2 separate regions of the Ovis aries genome follow, and region 1 is linked to region 2. The links are chromatin contacts, called in public Hi-C maps. All regions are on one chromosome and are shown on one strand. The core of a region is the stretch at or near the end of the contact, and the rest is flanking DNA. Distances in the headings are between cores, read along the strand shown.

Evidence for each region. A called contact is a pair of places that touch in the nucleus more often than the background predicts.
Region 1: a Hi-C map of hypothalamus shows a contact between it and region 2, with 3 times the contacts expected there. The contact joins two enhancer-like sites. A contact is called at or near these places in 2 of 16 Hi-C or Micro-C datasets (hypothalamus and tail adipose tissue).

What each region holds. Positions count from the first base shown.
Region 1 is chr4:113,282,518-113,285,217 of ARS-UI_Ramb_v3.0, reverse strand. No RefSeq gene overlaps it. Among named protein-coding and RNA genes, the nearest start is that of EZH2, 66 kb to the right of the region's middle. Within about 2 kb of position 1,432, at least 33 of the 54 cell types and tissues checked have an H3K27ac peak or open chromatin away from gene starts, as enhancers often do. A contact at or near this core is called in hypothalamus, where this site is marked.
Region 2 is chr4:113,133,684-113,136,604 of ARS-UI_Ramb_v3.0, reverse strand. All of the region lies in intron 9 of CUL1 (cullin 1), which reads right to left. Among named protein-coding and RNA genes, the nearest start is that of CUL1, 69 kb to the right of the region's middle. Within about 2 kb of position 1,659, at least 4 of the 54 cell types and tissues checked have an H3K27ac peak or open chromatin away from gene starts, as enhancers often do. A contact at or near this core is called in hypothalamus, where this site is marked.

The sequences.
Region 1 (2,700 bases), core at 183-2,682, 150 kb before region 2:
TGCAGACACTTATAAATGTACTGAATTTTTGGCAACCATTGTTTGCATACATTTTTTCGTTCTGAAAGTTTCTTTAAATGCCCTCACCTGAAATCCTACTCCCTAGAGTTAGGTAGGGCTTCACAGGTGGCTCAGTGGTAATGAATCCGCCTACCAATGCAGGAGACTCGGGTGGGATCCTTGGGTCGGGAAGATCCCCTAGAGGAGGAAATGGCAACCCCACACCAGTATTCTTGCCTGGAGAATCCCATGGGCAGAGGAGCCTGGCGGGCTACAGTCCATGGGGCTGTCATGACTGAGCATGCACGCAAAAACAGTTATGTAATCACTGTTAATAATGTGGTATGTCTCTTCCAGGTTTTTTCTATCCACCTACAGACACGTGTATATTTATATATACATACGGACATATGAGATCATGCCAGTGTAGCTTTGAAAGGAAGCTTCTTTAATTGGCTTTCCCCTCCTTTTTCCTGATTTAAAATAAGAAATGCATTGCTGTTTAACCATGAATTAAAAGTTTTCAATGTAAGATTTCTAAAAATGGATAAACTCTCTGATAAGTTTAAAGCGACTTAAAACAGAGTTGCTTTCATTGCATTTAGCTTTCTCCCCTAGGGACTTTGAAAGTAAATCTATAAGCGCTGCAGTAAAGTTAACCTTACCGAGAAAAAAAAAAAATGTAACCAAGCAGGCTCTTTTATTTTCTTCATTTTCTTTTCTTATGGTTCATTGCAGGATACTGAATATAGTTCTCTGCGCTATATAGTAGGACCTTGTTTACCCAGTCTATATATAACAGCTTGCATCTGCTAATCCCAAACTCCAAACGCCTCCCTTCCCACCCCATTACCCTTGGCGATCACAAGTCTGTTTTCTATGTCTGTGAGTCTTGGGCAGGCCAGCCTATTTTTTAGATAATAAACTAAAAATTTCTTAAAATTTCCATTTTAGTTAATCTGTGTAAACTGCCAATTACTGCTTCTTGATGAAGGCAAAACACAGTCAGTCAAACATGGTTGTGGGGTTGTGGGGGAGACAAATATGATAACCCACAGCTTTCGGACCAACTGTGGGCATGGATAGGTTTCTGAGTATTTATAGTTCCTTTCCAGACACTTTTTTAAGTAAGGAGACTTTTCATGGCCCATGTCGCAACCATGAGAAATAAGATGTGAACAACTTCTCCACTAAATATGATGTGGAAAAACAAAAATCCCTCTTTCTAAAAGAAGTATTTGTAAGGATTATGTTAACCACTAACCTCTTTTGCATTTCATTTTTTAACGAAAGCATTGTGGGTAGGGCCTGGCTAAATATGAAAGTAAGCCGGGCAGGCGGGTGGCTGCCGGCCACGTGAGCTGCGGGAGTGAGGGTTCGCCCGGGTGCGGACAGCCCACCTGGCCGGGAGCCCAGGCCCCGCCCCAGCGGGTGGGGCCGCGCGGAAAATGACAAGGAAACCAAGTCACGCGCTTGCCTGGGGCTCCCGGCGCGCGGCCCAGCGGCGGCGCCGTCACTGTCGTGTCAGTGTCAGGAGCACGTGGCCGGTCCGGACCGTGCGCTCTAACCCGGCGCGCGGAGGCCGGGCGGCGAGCTGGGGGCGCCGGCCTGCGGGTCCCTCTCGCCGGCACTGGCAGGTACCCCTTTCGTCTCATCGTTAGAAGCCCCTACTCCCAGAAATGCCTATGTCTACGCTCAGGTCTCTACTGGTTAGGGATTAAGAGTGAGTCAGCAGGAGTCAAACAGGTGGTTCCAGCAAGATTTCCTCTTTCCCTCCGGTAAAGTTGCCATCCAGGAAACCCCGTGTGTGCTACAAACCTTATTCTGGGAGTTCTTCAGTGGTTTACATCAACCCATAAATTACTCAACTTTTCTCAGCCTACCACAGGAGCTGGGGTATTTATTTCCAAAAACCGATTGGGAAAATGCAAACCATTGGTGACCTTTCCAAGCTTTAAATATTTATAATGAAAGTCTAAGGACAAACTTGAGAGATTACCCACCCCTGAGTATTTTGCACGTAAAAAAATTGCCAACAAAAACATGAAGTTATTTTCCTTAAGGAAAAGGGTTTCAGCTGAGGAAGTGGGGCTGAACCTCGGTTTTATGTGTCAGGTATGAGTTATACCCAGAAACTAAAATATGAGCTAGATTTAAGAAATAAACCCTTTGGAATTTTGGCATCATCTGAATAATTTCTAAGGATAGTTTTGCTTTTTTTGGTTGTTGTCTGTTTAAAAAACAAACTCCTTTTGGGGAAACTTTAATAGATTTCCTTCACTTGCTCAAAATAAAGCTCTTATTCAACGTATTTTCTCGGGTTTTCCAAGTAACTTACTGTTCTTTATTCCCGTAAGGACAAAACCAGGAAACTGTTCAGAAAAAGGCCCAAGCTGACTTTCTAATTGACTATTATGATTAGTGAGAAAAGTGTGGGAAATTGGGAATATTGGGGCTGGGTTGAGAATTTTAGGAAAAAATGGAGAAAACACCAAATTTAAGATATTTTTTAAGTCTTAGAGAAAATGATGGTATAAGAAAGTTAGAGGTTCCCTCAGTCTAAGCTAGCTGACTCATGGTTTTTAACAATATGTATAATCTAGGAGAGTCTAATAGATTAAGAAAGATATTAGGAATGTTGTCAAATGCTCTGTTACAGACATGGATAACTGCTCTACTGACATCCTTATCATCTGGGGA
Region 2 (2,921 bases), core at 410-2,909:
CCCACTCTTGCTGGGTTACATTTCAGGTCCAGTTAGACTGAAGTCACTCAGTCAAGATACAGTTTCAAAGAGGACTTTGTGCTTATCTGTTGCCATTTCTGCCCTGAAGACAGTAAGGAAACATTCTCTATACCTGATTTATGAGGCCTTCTTTGTAGAGAACAATAGCGCCCAGATTGCTGCAGAACGGAGTGCTAATTAAAAATTCAGCATGAAACCAACTGTATCATCAAGTGCTCACTAGCAAGTGCTCACTAGTCTGCCCTGACTCCTTCCCTGAACCCCATTCTGCTGTGAAACCTCGGTGTCAGGGGAAATTTTAGCCATCCAATGACCTGATATAGTTTTCCTTTGTATTTACGTTGTATTTGGATGACTTTCCACATGGCTGGTGTTCACTTTAGATGGGCCATTAGGAAAGGTATTATCAGTTTTGAATGCCGATAAGAGTCATTCCTCAGAGCTGAGGGCTTGTTCCTTATGATCGGTGTGAATCAAGGAGCTGACTGTACATCACAGTACCGCCAACTGTCTTTTCCAGCAGGCTTTCTGTACTGATGGAAAACACTGGAGGCAGATTTGTGACCCACCTCTGTCAGGAGACCAGACTTCACCACCTCACTGCATGCATTCTGAGTGCCACTCACTATTCTGCACTCAGCTTTGCTTGTGTCTGCAGCCCTTACTTTGCTGCTGTCTCATTTGTCTTACCGCCTGTTTCGCACTTTGTAAGCCCCCTGAATCCTGCGGGAGACAGAGAGGAGCATCACAAAGACCCAAGTGCACCGAGACCCTGTTCTGTGTGAGGCATGGAGCTGGGCTGAGGGCACGACGGTGGATAAAGCCAGCTCCGCAGGAGACATTTACACAGACAAGCAAAATGTAAGGAGTGTGAATGCCGTGTAAACAGTCCAACACGATGCTGGTTCCAAGGAGTGGTCGAGAAAGGCTTTGGGGAAAGAATGGCATTTGAGGGTATTGGAAGATGAAGGTGTGTAATATACAGGGGAAAAAGAAGGCATACATCTAGGAAGAGAGAAGAACCAGGCAGGTCCAGCACGGCACGTGTATGGTGGTGTGAAGACCCACGGCTGGTCCAGACTCAGTAGGAAATGACTCCATCTCAGGGGACGAATGCTGCTGGGGGCGAAGGGGGGGGCAGGGGCACCGAGCCCACAGCTGCCCCGCTGAGCTAAGGACGGAGGAGGGAAGACGTGAGGTTTCAAAACAGACCCGCCATCCAGTCAGCGGAGCAGGAGGAGAAGGGCACGGAGGTCTGAGAAGGAAAGCTGAGACCCGAGGGCAGCACAGAGGTGTGGCACTTCACATGGGAACCCAGGCTCAGAGCCAGGCCACAGATCCTTGCGGAATCAATGAAAACAACTTCAATTTTCTCTGCAGCATACATGGGGCCTTTGAGTTATAGCACCAGCCACCATCACGTATCTGGTTGCTGTGGTAGATAAAACTAAGAACGCAGCCGGCCATGCCATGGGCTTCGGTCTTTGTAAACGAACCTGAAGGCGCGGGCTCTGCTTCCAGGCTGCTCCCCTCAAGTCTCCTCCTGTATCTGACAATTCTCCTACAAACCGTCACCACACGGCCAGCGGCTGAGCACACACGTTGGGCTCTAGCCTGTCTCCCTAAGAGCAGCATGGAATGTGCTGGCTGACCCAGCCGCCCACTCTCTCCCTTCTGTCCAGAGGCCAGACATGGGGTGACTCGCCGGTGAAAAAAACTTGCCTATTAAAACAATTATCTGTTCAGCTCTAAAGCAGTTTAAACCCATCACTGAAGAGTCCTTGGTGCACAAGGTTTTGAAGTCCTCCGGGAGCCTCCGTGAGGCATGCCGATGGCGCGGGCGGCGTGGCTGGGCACGCCTGTCCTCAGTCACCAGCCTCTGAAGGCCGACAGCTCTCATCCTCCGCTGGAATCTCCCGTGATGGCGGGTGGGCCTGAAGCCCTCGTCCCCCGAGAGGAGCCCTGATCCCCAGCCTTGTTCTCTAGTGTTCCCTGGCCTGGGGGCGTGGCAGTTACAAGACACAGCTCGTCTAAAAGCAGCACGTATGTTCAGGCTTTCAGCCACACTTCACAGGGAGAGGACTGCCAGTTCCCATTTGGGTGAAGCGAGGGGGACCCCACGAGGGGAATTCCCTGGGCACCAGTTACCCAGGAACACATGTGATTCTCAAATCCATTTAACTATGAAAAATATGCCTTCAGAAAATTCTTAAGCCCATTCTGATGTTTGTAACACATAAATATTATTCGAATCACATTACAAACTTAAAACCTGTAAAAATTTCAGCCTACATCAGATTTATTAGCAGTAAAACATGTTTTCCAGCCAAATGGATGGCTACCCCTGCCTTTCTGGCCAAATGGGCTTTGAATTAACAATTGGGAAAACCTTACGTTATTGAAAAGATATCTTCATCAAGGTGGCCCCTTTCGAGTCTCACGTACGTCCACACGTGCATATGTGTGTACCTGTGTCTGTGCGTCAGACTTTTCAACAAAGAATATTCAGAGTTTGGACATAAGAAAAATCATATAATTTTTACATAATTTAAAAAAATTAAACAGGACTGGATACCTGAGAAAAACTGCAATCCTCACTGCTGAGCACTGCGTACTTTCATGTAAGAAGCCCTTTACAAGCATTAAGTATTCTTTATTCACAAAACCTCTAGAAGGTGGTCACCATCATTAGTCTTTCTTCCTAACTGCCACAGACAGGACAAGCGAGTGAGCAATGCGGTCAGTGGTTAGTGAACAACAGAGCTGGATCTGAGCCCGGATGGACCATCCCCGGGGGCTGTGGGCAGGGGCCCCATGGCACTGCTGGGACCTCACCCTGAAACCTGGAGACTTTCCACAGCACCTACCACCAAGCCTGAACTCTGCCGTCTGCTAAGTAT